Linked DNA regions of Mus musculus: region 2 is linked to region 1. Evidence: chromatin contacts called from public HiChIP or PLAC-seq data. All regions are on one chromosome and are shown on one strand. The core of a region is the stretch at or near the end of the contact, and the rest is flanking DNA. Distances in the headings are between cores, read along the strand shown. Region 1 holds the start of Shld2 (shieldin complex subunit 2). Region 2 overlaps Ldb3 (LIM domain binding 3).

Evidence for each region. HiChIP or PLAC-seq counts read pairs in DNA pulled down with a chosen protein or histone mark.
Region 2: a contact with region 1 is called in an H3K27ac HiChIP or PLAC-seq map of extraembryonic endoderm stem cells. The contact joins the enhancer-like site here to the promoter of Shld2 in region 1. A contact is called at or near these places in 1 of 39 promoter capture datasets (embryonic stem cells), 6 of 484 Hi-C or Micro-C datasets (cardiomyocytes, embryonic stem cells, nephron progenitors and 2 more), 15 of 115 datasets of contacts at active chromatin or transcription factors (the 230-238 cell line, craniofacial prominence, embryonic basal ganglia and 10 more) and 2 of 9 other capture datasets (adipose tissue and liver).

What each region holds. Positions count from the first base shown.
Region 1 is chr14:34,307,250-34,313,558 of GRCm38.p6, reverse strand. Shld2 (shieldin complex subunit 2) reads left to right here and starts at 3,042. Exons shown (of 10, transcript NM_001360074.1): 1 at 3,042-3,392; 2 at 4,465-4,519. It overlaps Glud1 (glutamate dehydrogenase 1), which reads right to left and starts at 2,832. Exons shown (of 13, transcript NM_008133.4): 1 at 2,217-2,832. The coding sequence starts at 2,661.
Region 2 is chr14:34,547,169-34,553,477 of GRCm38.p6, reverse strand. Ldb3 (LIM domain binding 3) reads left to right here. Exons shown (of 15, transcript NM_001039074.2): 10 at 1,156-1,301. Among named protein-coding and RNA genes, the nearest start is that of 9230112D13Rik, 28 kb to the right of the region's middle. Within about 2 kb of position 3,922, at least 292 of the 459 cell types and tissues checked have an H3K27ac peak or open chromatin away from gene starts, as enhancers often do. A contact at or near this core is called in adipose tissue, craniofacial prominence, embryonic basal ganglia and 12 more, where this site is marked.

The DNA.
Region 1 (6,309 bases), core at 1,793-4,292:
ACTATCTCTTTTCACTATAGATTAGACTATTGTATTGATTCAGTACAGGATTTATTCCTGTTTTTTGAGATAGGGTCTAACTGAGTGGCTCAGCTCTCAGAGCTAGGATTGCAGCAAGTCACCAGACCTGGTTCAGCCTCGAGGGCTTTATTTTAGGAAACTCAGGTGTAAGGTCGCTGTGGAGGAAAGGTTAGATAGAGAGGGCTCAAGGCTGGGAAAGGGATGTCAAGGAACAGATGAGGTCTCTCGTAATAAACACTGGGAGAGCCGATGAGGCAGGAGGATCAAGAACAAAATTCCCAAAACACTATGAGAAGACAATTCACTTAGGCATGGGACAGGGGGCGAAGAGGCAGTGTGATGTTAAATAAATGTAATGGTTTACTTTGTAGAACGTTACTTTATCTTGCTGTATCATCATGCAATGCTGTTACTGTTAACTAACTACAAACGGGTTTCTCTATTTCTGCTCTGTTCACTCCACTTTGAGCAAGTGCTTTGGTTACTGTGATCTGGTAAGGCTGATGATATTTGTTGCTAGGCTCAATATTTTGCTATTAAAACTTCTGTGACAAGAGCACTTAAAATAATAAAACTACGGCAAACTCAAATTGCTTTAATGACTAACAAGACAGAAAAAACCCACCAAATCACAGGATGCACACCCTCTGTAAAGACAAGGACAGTTTAGCATTTGCAATACAATGCCTCTGGCTCGACAGACATCCTTGTTTGTTCTGGAGGGGGGTAGAATTTGAGTTCCCGGCTTGTGGGGGAAGGAGGGAGGGAGGGAGGGAGGGAGGGAGGGAGGGAGGGAGGGAGGGAAGGAAGAAAGAGGAAGGTGAGGTGTAGGAGAATGACTACCCCTTTTATATAATTTTGAGCTGCATGGGAAATCAGAGGTCAAAGTGGTTCCAATGGCTTCTAGCAGAGGGAACTACAGGGCTAAGGGACAATTAGGCTCCAAAGGGAGATCCTAGACTTGGGTAGACTCAATGCGAATTTGGTAAATCATTAAACCTTTTGCCACAACCTTTGTTCCACCACTGGGAACACCATCACAGCCCCAGTTTTTCCAGTGCAGAAACATTTCTATAGTTTTTAGTCAGCTGGTAGTAAAAAGACTACTGGACAGAACCGAGGCAGACAAAGGTCTAGTCCTGCAATTCTCAACCTGTGGGTCCCCCGTAACCCCTGAAGGGGTTGCATATCAAATATCCTGCCTATTAGATATTTACATAACTACTCCTAACAGTAGCAAAATTACAGTTATGAAGTTGCAATGAAATGAATCACTGTTCTAGTCTAACCTCTGCTCACTTGCCAATTCAACCTCCATCAAGACTCCTACTCAATACATTAAGTTTAAGCAACAGAAAAAAGGTGGTTTTTCTTTTAATAGTCTTTTTTTTTTTTAAAGCACCTTTAACGCTGTATGATTGTGTACTGTAGTGGAGAGAAAATGAAAAACGTATTTTTCTTCCCTAAAAAAAGGCTGTAAGCCAATCTACACACATCCCAAAAGTTTAAACCACAGGATACCCTGGTAACTACCAAATCTAACTGATTCAACTCCCTAAGGACTCTACCTTTTGCCTAGGCTCAATTCTGGTACTAGCCAGGACAAGAACACACCCCCAGGGCTATTTCATTCTATTGGCTGGCAGGCAGTTCTGTAGTCTACACCCTTTAGATTTAATGTCAGGTCGCCCTGTTTGTCAGAGACCTTACTCTGCTCGATATTTTACATTTTCCAAGGGGAGAAAAGAGGCACAACACAAAAAGCCATCAGTGTAAAATTATAATAATTTAGAAGATTAGTAAGCTGCGCTGGTTAATCAAACTTTCAAGATTCCAACTCCAAAAAGAAGATAATTTTTCTCTGTTCTTGTATCGTCGGCTGCTGGCGTTAAGGGTTCACGGTCTATGACATGACAGGCACCGAGGCTAAAGAAAAGCTGTACAGTGTCCTCAGTGAAGTCAGCATCAACACAAGCAGAGGCTTGGGGTGAAGACTTGCCCAGTAAAAAGGCTGGCATATTACGTGGTAGTTTTAGGGCGGAAAAAAAAAATCAGTATCCTCTAAGGCTGCCACACCCGAGGCGGGGGAGCCCGAAGCGGGGCACGGCCTGCAGAACTGGGCTGGGCCGAGTAGCGGCCCGGGCTACGGGAGTCTGGAGGGGAGGGAGGACAGAAAGGGGCCGGAGGGCGCTCACCTCCCTTGCAGGGCGTGCGGTGCTGGCTGTGCTGGGCCCGGTAGCCTTCGATGACCTCCCAGGAGCCGTCGTCGCGCCGGATGGGGAAGGAGAGGCTCAACACATGGTTGCAGGGCTTGATGATCCTCAGGATGCCGCGCACCCGGTTCCGCTTCTGCTCCTCGCTCTCCCGGGTCTTCAGGTCTTCCACCAGCTTGTCCTCTACGATGCTGGCGCCGCGGTCGAAGAAGCCCTCCACCATCTTGAAGAAGTTGGGGTCGTCTTCGCGGTCGGCGGCCGCTTCGCTGTAGTGGCGCCGGGCGACCGGCGTGAGCCCGGGTTGCGGGGCGGCGGAGGGCTGTCCGCGGGCCCAGCCCAGCAGCGCGGCTGAGTCTGCAGCCGCAGAGCCCAGGGCAGCGGGCCCGGCGCGGGACAGCAGCAGCGCTTCGCCCAGACGGCGGTACATGGCGGCGGCGGCGGGCTGAGGCGAGTGCGGCGGGAGCTGTAAAGACCGGAGCTCGCAGGCCTGGACCGCGGGGAGGAAGGGCTGGGCGCGAGCTGCCCTTTTAAGCCGCGGCTTCCTGCTTGTCTGGCTGTCCCCTCCCCTGCGCCGCTTGTCGCCCCACCGGGAGGACGGACTTCGGCGGCCGCGCGCCGCCCAGGGCGCTGGGCCTCGCCTCCGCCGCGGCCTTGCCCGGCCTCCAGGCGGCGGCGCGTGCGGCTGCGGCGGCGGGGGGCGCGCCTTTGCAGATGGGCTTGGTGCGCATGCTCGCGGGCGGGGGCGGGGCTAGCGTGGACGCGCGCGGGCTGCGGCCCGGAGGCCTGGGCTCCTGAGAGCGGTCGGACGCGGCCGCGGCCCGGAAGGTCGGTCCCGTGTGCACGCGCGGCGGCCTGGGAGGTGGAAGCGGACTGCAGGGAGGCCTCGCTGGCTGGCCAGCAGCCCCGGCCGCATGAGTCACCAGGCCCCTCCTTTCCGCCTTGGGCCGGAACGGTGTGCGGATCCGCTGCGCGGCCGGCCGGAGAGTGACGCCGCGCCGAAGCCGAAGAGGCGCGGGGCAAATCCCGACTCATCCCGAATCCGACTGTTGAGGAACCGGGAAAGCAAGAAGCCTCAGGACAGGAGGGAGGCCCTGACCCCACAGGCCTTTACTTTGCACAAGGTTTTAATTTGTTGTAGGCAACTTCAGCGATTTTGAGGTAAAACAGTTATGCAAAGCATTGTTGACTCTTTCGCGTGCCACTTTATTTTACCTTTTTTTTTTTTTGAAAAGTCAGGGCCCCTGTAGCCCAGGCTTGCCCAGAACTCATGGGAACTTGCCTGCTTCTGCTCCCCCAGCCCACTCCCCTGAGTGCTAGGATTACAGGCTTGAGTCAGCACACCCGCACATAGTTGTAACTCCACCATTGACTGAGTGTGTGCCCCTCTTTTGGAATCACGTCCTAAAGTAAACTAGAAATATAATGTCTCAGTATATATATTTAATTTCTGCGACTCACTTTATGGATCAGGCTGGCCTTGTCTGAGTGCCTGAGTGCTTAGATTAAAGGAATGTGACATCCTGTGTGTGTGTGTGTGTGTATATACACACACACATATATATACACACATATATATACATATATATATACATACACATATTATTTAAATGGTCTAGGATCTGATTACTAAGTTATAATTTTCACAATGGTAGCCAGGCTTGAGTGCTACACTCTGGGAACCCCAGAACCTGAGAGGTGGGGGCAGGAGGATAGAGTTTGATTCCAGCCTGGGCAACATGAGATACTCATTTTTCTCAAACAAAGCTACAAGAAAATCCAGTTGAACACACACACACACACACACTAACATCCTTTAAGTCAAGCTACCTATCACGTGCCACATTACTAGTAAAATCACCCCAGAGTGCCTTGGCGATTTTGTAAACCCTTGGACTTTGTGACACTATTCATCTCTTACATGACTTTATTCATCTACTAAGCATGAAAGAGAAATTCTTAGTTCTTAAAATGTTTTGTACACGTGAAGTGACAACCTAGACCAGTTAAGTTGCATTCATTTATCTCAGCGAACTCTAAAGCAATATTGAGCTTTCCTTCCCAGTGACTTATATCTTATCTTATTTGCTGAGTGATAACCGTTAACTGTATTTATTATGTATTAATATTAATTACATCAATATAAACAGTGGTTGATATAATAAAATATAGTTATATTTGTAATAAACAATAAATGATAACCATTAATTATATTTGTATTGTGTTTTTTTAGCAAAAAAGATTCTCCGGCCTGCAGCATGATTTTGGCTTGATGTGAAAAGATTAAGGTACCAAATTTCCTTTTCACTTGATAATATTATCACTCTATGATTTTATATTACACAAAACAAAACATTCTACCTAGAACCTAAAGTTTCAAAAGAATAAGACTCCCAAATCCTGAGGTTTAAGCATTAGCCTGACTAGTGTCTGTGAGCACATGGAAGCATATCTTTTGATATATTGTTGTTTTGAAACAAGAGTCTCACATTATAGCCAGGCGTGTCTGTAGCTCACTGTGTAGCTCAGTGGGATTGCCTGTTAAACTACCATATCAATTTTCTTTACTGATAGTCATAGCCTTAAAAAATGTTTAATAGCTGGGCGTGGTGGCTCACACCTTTCATCCCAGCACTTGGGAGGCAGAGGCAGGCGGATTTCTGAGTTCGAGGCCAGCCTGGTCTACAAAGTGAGTTCCAGGACAGCCAGGGCTACACAGAGAAACCCTGTCTCGAAAAAACAAACAAACAAACAAAAAACAAGAAATAAGTTTAATATTACTTTTTCTATGCTTTAGTTACCTAAATTGAAGACATTTTTCGAAGGGAGAAGAAATATAAAGAAATATAACTGTAGAAGTTATTTTATTTAAAAAAAATTCATATCTCTTGTGTGTTAGTATGTTAAAAATAGATAAGGTCTATGGTGCTGTCTGTAATCTCAGCACAGGAGGAATCAGGCTGAAGCAGGAGGATTGCCATGAATTTAGGCCACAACATTCATGTCACATAATGAACTCAATAGCCAGAAGGACACTGTCTTAAGGGGAGGAAGGGAGGAAGCAAACAAACTTAGAACTCTGAGAACCTGAGAATATAGTTTTTTATTAAAACATTTTAGTAATGTTTTAACATTACATGCAAGTTACACAAAATATAACATTACATGCAAGTTACACAAAATCTAACAATCTAATGTTTTAACATTACATGCAAGTTACACAAAATCTAACAATCTAATGTTTTAACATTACATGCAAGTTACACAAAATCTAACAATCTAATGTTTTAACATTACGTGCAAGTTACACAAAATCTTGGTAGGTTTTAAAAATTAGAGTGAGCAGGCATGTTAGCACATGCCCATGCTCTTTGGCAGAGTCAGGGTGATCTCTGATTTGGATTGGAGCCTGGGTTATATAGTGAGGAACCCTCCCCCCAACTCTCTCACATCCCCCAAGAGAAAGAGTGAACTTCTCCAGGCCCGCCTCTTTAACCCCTGTTTAGAACACAGATGGAGTTTTCCTTTCTTCCAGAAGGAGGTACTGTGACTCCTTACTTACAAGGACAGCCTGAGGCTTGGGGGCACATTGTTGGATGTTCCCCTATCTAATAAGTGGGCGAAGAGTCAAACTTCATATTTGACTCCAAAATTGTTATCTTTTCTTATCCAAAAAGCATATATTTGCTCTACTTAATTTTACATCTGACTGCTGTGTAAAGTAGACAAATAATATCCAAATTACAATTTAATTATGCATAGTAATTTCCATTTCAAAAGGAGACCAAAATTTAACTTGAAAGGAATTTTAGTCTTTGATGGCATTCAACAAAGACCAATTGGTTTTCTGCCTTTGGGGTTGATACAACTTTTCCTTGCTATTTTACAATCTTGCTCTGTTCTTGATTCATAGTGTTCTTTTGTGCTTTCAATTAGTTGAAAAAAGATTTTAGAAGAGAGCTGGAATTTATACATATAAATATATGAGCAAAAATCATTGGATGAATTATTTAGTTTGAAGGGCTGTATACGTTTTCTATTCTGTACATTTTATTTAAATGTAATCAGTATATGATCT
Region 2 (6,309 bases), core at 2,673-5,172, 240 kb before region 1:
TAGCCACAGAGGACAGGAAGCCCTCACTATAAATGTGGTGTGAAGGGAAGGGAAGGATGCACAGGCTTGGCTGGGACAGCATCCAGTCTCCCCTGGATCCACTCAGGCTACTAGTGATAGGTTATCATCCCACGGCCATCCCTTCTAGGGACCCAGACAAGAAGGCAATCCTTCCTCCTTCATTCCTACCTGGGTCCAGTGGGCCCATGGGGAAGAGGTAGGGGAAAAATAACAAAACAAAACAAAACAAAACAAAACAAACAAAGCCCACAATGCCAAAGGCTGAGGGCATATTTCCAGGGGTTCATTTCTCCAACACCCCACCAATGACCCATTTGCTGGGGATGGTCAAGGGTCCCCTTTAGAATATACGATATGTAGCAGGAGCAAGGCATTAGTTAGTCTGAAATGGAGAGAAAGGCTGAATAAGCAAGCACGGTTGAGAAACACTGCATCAGGCAAGAAGAAAGCAGCTACTGGGCTCTGGAAGCTCCTGGAGCCTTCTGCTCCCCCAAGAGAGAGGCCAAGCCTGCCATTTCTCCAGGGCAAAGAACTGGGACAGTTTTGTCCCCCTCTTTCTTTGCTACCATTGTCCCTGAGCCACATGTGGGAAGCGGCTGCTTTGCTCTAGGGTCTTGACAGCTAAGCCACTAGGAGGAAGCAACAGGAACCAAGTATAGTGGGTTTGCTGGGAGCTGCCGGGACCTCCAGGCCTCTTCCCATGGACATCATCGGAACATTTAAAAATTTTTTTTTCTCAGAAAACATGAGATTAATTGGTTCCTCCAGCAGCAACATAAAGGAATAAGGAGAGCAGGTAGCCAGAGGGATCCGAAAAAGGGAAGTAGCTGTGACCATCTCTAGCTCCCTCTGCCTCGATCCACAGTCCTACTGCTACATTCTGTCTGTGGATGAAGGGCTCTCCATGTGTTCTTTTGTCTGGCTAGTATCTGCCCTCTTTCTTTCCCAAGGTAGCAGCACTAGCCACAGGGAGTAGCTTCCTCCCCTATTTGGCTTCTTTCTAGACTCTGGAAGTGACCCAATGGGTGTTTCTGTCATAGTCCTGCCTAGAGATCAGACAGCGAACCTGGAATGACTTTAGATACCAGAGCCCAATGGACTGTTCTTGTTGTAACTCTTCTGCCTTGGTTCCAGGCCACAGGCCTCTGCTTACAGTCCTGCAGCCGCCGCTTCTCCAGCACCCTCTGCCCATACCAGCTACAGCGAGGGTCCAGCTGCCCCTGCACCCAAGCCTCGGGTCGTAACCACTGCCAGCATCCGGCCTTCTGTCTACCAGCCAGGTGAGAGCTGGGGGCGGGGGGCTGAGGGCTCAAAGGGTTATCTGCTTCAGACCAAGCCTCCAGAGTGAAGGGGGCCTATCCTTCCCTCTCCTGGTTGTAGGGCAGAATCCGACTGAGCCTTGGAGCCTGTATTTGACCTGGGATGACACGTGGGTTGTACCAGGCAGGGATGGAACTACTTAGCTCTTAGGAAACAGATAGTCCTAGCTGGACGTTTCCAGACCGAGTTGAGAGAAAAGACGATGGGGGTTGCGGGGACAGAAAGAGTAAAAAGCTGTTTCTCTAAGAATCTGGGATGGCCTCAAACTAGAGGACAAGAAACTATAACAACAAAAAAAAATGCCCCAGGCTTTAGGCCAGCTTACTGTGTCACTTTGTCCTTTTGGGAAAGCTGCTCAACCAGTCTAGTATATGGCCTGCTCAGGTGACAGGGGATAACTGGGGCGCATGGACACACATAGCAGTAGAGTGGACCCAAGGCAGAGCTCACTGGTTGTGGTTGTGTCTCTATGGCCCCTGCCCCATCGGTGCTGAGTTTCATCCTGGGATGGGAGGTAGCTTTTTGTTTCCTAAGTTTCTAGGCAAGGTTGGATTTCTTCCTCAGAGCCCAAGGTAGTTCTTGGGCTTCCTGCCAGCCATTGTGCCAAGAATCTCAGGGCTCTCTAGCAGGTCTTTTCCCAGTTAGAGGAAGGTCCTATGTACTACGGCTATGCCCATAGGAAGGCCCTTGACAGCCAAGCCCCGAGTCTACTCACAGTCTTTCTTCCTGTTGCGTTCTGACCCTGAACTTTAGGAGGGCAGGGCTGTGGCAGACTTTCTCCTTTGTATGTGCCTGACTTGAACTTGCCATGAGGATACATTCAACCAATAAAGAAATGGGATAGATAGATGGAGGTGTTAACCTGGTGGTAGAGTGTATGCCTAGTATGGGTGAGGCCTCTGGGCTCAATCCCTAGCATCACACACACACACACACACACACACACCCGAGGCAGGAGGGTAATCATAGAGTAACAGGAAGAGGTCATGAGCTTACACTCTATACTCCGGCAGCTGTGCACACACAGGGAGTGAGCCTTAAGTATTCCTTTAATTATCCCTTGATAGCCATTCCATAGGTTGATAAAATAGGATTTTAGGTATGTATATACTTTCCAAGTAAACATTATACTTCTGGGGCTGGAGAGATGGCTCAGTGGGTAAGAGCACTGACTGCTCTTCCAGAGGTCCTTAGTTCAATTGCCAGTAACCACATGGTGGCTCACAACCATCTGTAATGGGATCTGATGCCCTCTTCTGGTGTGTCTGAGGACAGCAACAGTGTATTCATATGCATAAAATAAATAAATCTTTAAAAAAATACACGTCCAGCATGCATATATATGTATATATATATATATATATATATATATATATATTCATCTTGAATTTATAAAAAGCAATGATGATTTTTCATTTACTATTACAATACAAATGTTTTTCTTCACTCAAAACTACTATGGACTATATGGTCTCTCTATATAGTTTGTTTTGCTTTTGAGATGAGATCTCTATGTGGTCCTGACTGTCCGGGAACGCCATATGTAGATCAGGCTCTGTCTCCCCAATGCTGGGATTAAAGGCATGTGCCACTATGCTCTGCTTTACACATAAAATCTTAATAGACTTTGTGTGTGTGTGTTTGTTGGCAGGGTAGCTCAGGTAGACCAGGCTGATTGTTGATCCTCCTTCCTGGACCTCCCAAGTCCTGGGATTATACGCATGTGCCACCACACCCAGTTTTTAATAGACTTTTTAAAGATCAGTTTTCAGTTCATAGCAAAATCGAATGAAAGGTGTCATTTCCCAAATACCCTATGACCTCACCCCATGAACACACACACACACACACACACTTTTCCAATGCACAAACCATTTGTGGTAAAACGAGGAAGGGAATAAGTTACAGGCCTGCTTAGGGAAAAGAGACGGGTTATTTTAAGGGAGAAGGAAGGGGGCTTGTGTCCTACAAGTGTGAACTGGCCAAGTAGACTTGGGATAAAGAATAACACAAAGTCTAGGCTCCAGAACACATCCTGATAAGGCATTGATGAGACCCAAGGAAGCTTTTCTCTTGAGGCTTTCCTGACTAGAGCGACAGAATCAGTCCCCTGCTTTATGAAGCTCACCGACAACAGAACTGAGTATGGACAGGAAACATTTTAGCATGGGTGGGACACCCAGCCTGCTGTAAGGAATAAGCAAACTACCTCATCTCTCAGACCTGAATTTTCTCATTTGAGTAAGATAGGATTTCTATAACCTCTTGTTATATCTGCAGAGATAAAATAATATCTGTAGTCTGATGCCATCTCTTGCACTTCTGGGCCGAGGAAAGGAAATTCTGAAGTCAGAGCTCCACAGGCTGAGGTGGCATTTTGGAAGGGGAGCGGTACAAATCTCCTACGTAGGAGACAGAATGATCACTCAGTGCGGCCAGGAAACACAGGAAGGCGTTTGCAGAAGCCGGTAGGAGTAGTGTCAGGTGCAGACCTTTCCCAGCAGCACCGCAGGCCCTCCCGGCACCTTTCTTGTCCTGTCCCCGCATGCCCACCAGGGGGCGGCCGGGCCCTCCAGCCGCTTCTCCCGCAGCGGCCTGGGCGGCGGAGACCGGCAGGAGCCAAGGCCTTTCCACGGTTCCCAGACTGTGCAGACGTTAACTCATCCCTGCCTGGAGCAGAGGAGAGGCCTGCCTCCACCCTTCCTTCTCTCCAGGGAGGCTGGGTTGGCAACGGGCTCCGGGGGCGGCTGGTAGGCTGCCAGGCCAGCCGGGGATACGGGCCCGCACCCCGCTCCTCTGCTGGGCTGCGGGGACTTGGGCGCCGCCGAGCACGAGCAGCCCGCTCGCGGCCAGTCCCCGGCCGCAGCTTCCGGGGGGTGGGGGACGGAGGCAGGGCGGGGTTCGAGCCGGCATCTTATCTCTGGCGCCTGGGCTGGGCATCCGTTTCCCCAGAACACCTGGGGCCAGTGGGCGGAGGACACCTTGGTCCCCGGGATGGCCACGTCGGCCTGCGGGCCGGGCGGCGACCCGGGCGCTTGCCGGCGACTTAGCCCGGGCTAAGTGACTCAGATCACCTTGTTGTTTAATTACACAGTCCCGGGGCCGCCAAGTGCGATAGGAGCCCTTTGAACGTGCCAATTAGAGATGAAATATCACCTTCTAATTCGAACCGGCTTAATTCCGTCACGTAGAAATAGCAACAGCCCGGGGCTCGGAGATGGGATATCAGGTTTCTTACGGCATTTGGAGCGTAGAGGGGCGAAGCAGGCAGGAGCTGAGAGGAGAGGGGACCGTGCTCCCCGCATGTCCTCTCCCTTCTCCTTCCCCCTCCCCAGGGATCTGCCCGGGCGAACCGCCCGGAAGAGAAAGTCCTCCTCCTGTTTGTAGCCCCAGCGGGTAGGAGGTAGGAACCTGGTCCAGGATTCCAGCCTTCCTCTCTGGGGCCTTGAGTAGGGGTTTGGAAAACGAAGGCGGTTCAGGAAAGCCTCGGATAGGAGGAAGAGAATGTCTGCCCTACCGAAGGAGCGGTTGGAGAGGGAGGCAAGGTGGGCGAGGGCGGGGTTTACTTGGAAGGAGCATGCTGGAGCCTGGTTCTGCATTCGGAGTGGTTTAGAGGAGCTGATTAGGGTGCGTTTCAGATAGGAAGCTTGCAAGCTGGCTGACCTCGAGTAGCCACTTAAGCTCTCCAGGTTGTCTGTAAAGTTGACTCGCAAGTACTCTGCCTCTTGCTATTACACAAACTCCTGTGCAACACTGTGAAAGCCAGTAGCTCTTGGCAGCCACTGTTGCAAAGAACCATCCGAGAGGCAGACACTTTTAGGAAAAAAAAAAGGCAGGTAAAATTGATTTAAATACATTTTTATTTAGCTCAGCATATGAAAATTTCTGAGTTTTTTGTGTTCTTTATTCAGGGTTTCTCAACTTGCTCTGTAGATCAGGTCTCTAGAGCTGGGATTAAAGGTGTGCACCACTGCACCTGACCTTTTAAAAAATATTTTATTTTATTGTGTGTACATTGGTGTTTTGCCTTTACGTGAGGGCGTCAGATCCCCTGGAATTGGAGTTACAGACAGTTGTAAGCTGCCACGAGGGGGTTGGGAATTGAACCTGGATCCCAGCTTGTGCTCTTAGCCACTGAGCCATCTCTCCAAAGCCATCTTTTCAGCCTCAAATGCGTGTGTGTGTGTGTGTGTGTGTGTGTGTGTGTGTGTGTGTGTGTGTACACTAGAACGCAGGTGCCTACATAGGCCAGAAGAAGGTGTGGAATCCATTGAAGCTTAAGTTTAAGGCAGTTATAAGCCATGAGACATGAGTGTTGGCAATCCAATTCCAGTCTTTTACTAGTACATGCTCTTAACCACTGGGACGTTTTTCCAGACACAGCTCAGTATATTAAAAATGGTTCAGAGCTGGACTCTATTCAGATGCATGCTAGCTATTTCAGAAGCTGAGAAATAAGGTCACTTGAGGCTAGCTGGGTAACACGTAGAGACCCGGCTCAACACACAAACAAGGGGCTGAAGAGGCAGACCCGTGGTTAAGAGCACTAGCTACTCTTCCACAGGACCCACAGCCAACTTACTCCAGTCCCAGAGAATCCAACACGCTTTTGGCTTCCCCTAGGTACTAGGCATGCATGAGGTACACAGACATACATGCAGGCAAACATCTGCACACATTAAATTTAAAAATAAATAAACAGCTTTAACATACAATCAATATAAGATAATTATTACTAAGATACTTTATATTCTTTTATTAAGTCTTCAGATTTTTAAACTGAATAGCACATCTCAATTTAGACTAACTGCCTTTCAGGTGCTTAGTACATAAGGCCATGGCTTGACGATCACACGGCTTTCATTCCTAATTCCTTTTAGAGCTAGGTGTGGAGGCACATGTCTGTAATCCCGCACTCAAGAGGCTGAGATACCAGGATCTCTGAATTGTTGAGGCCAACCTGGAATA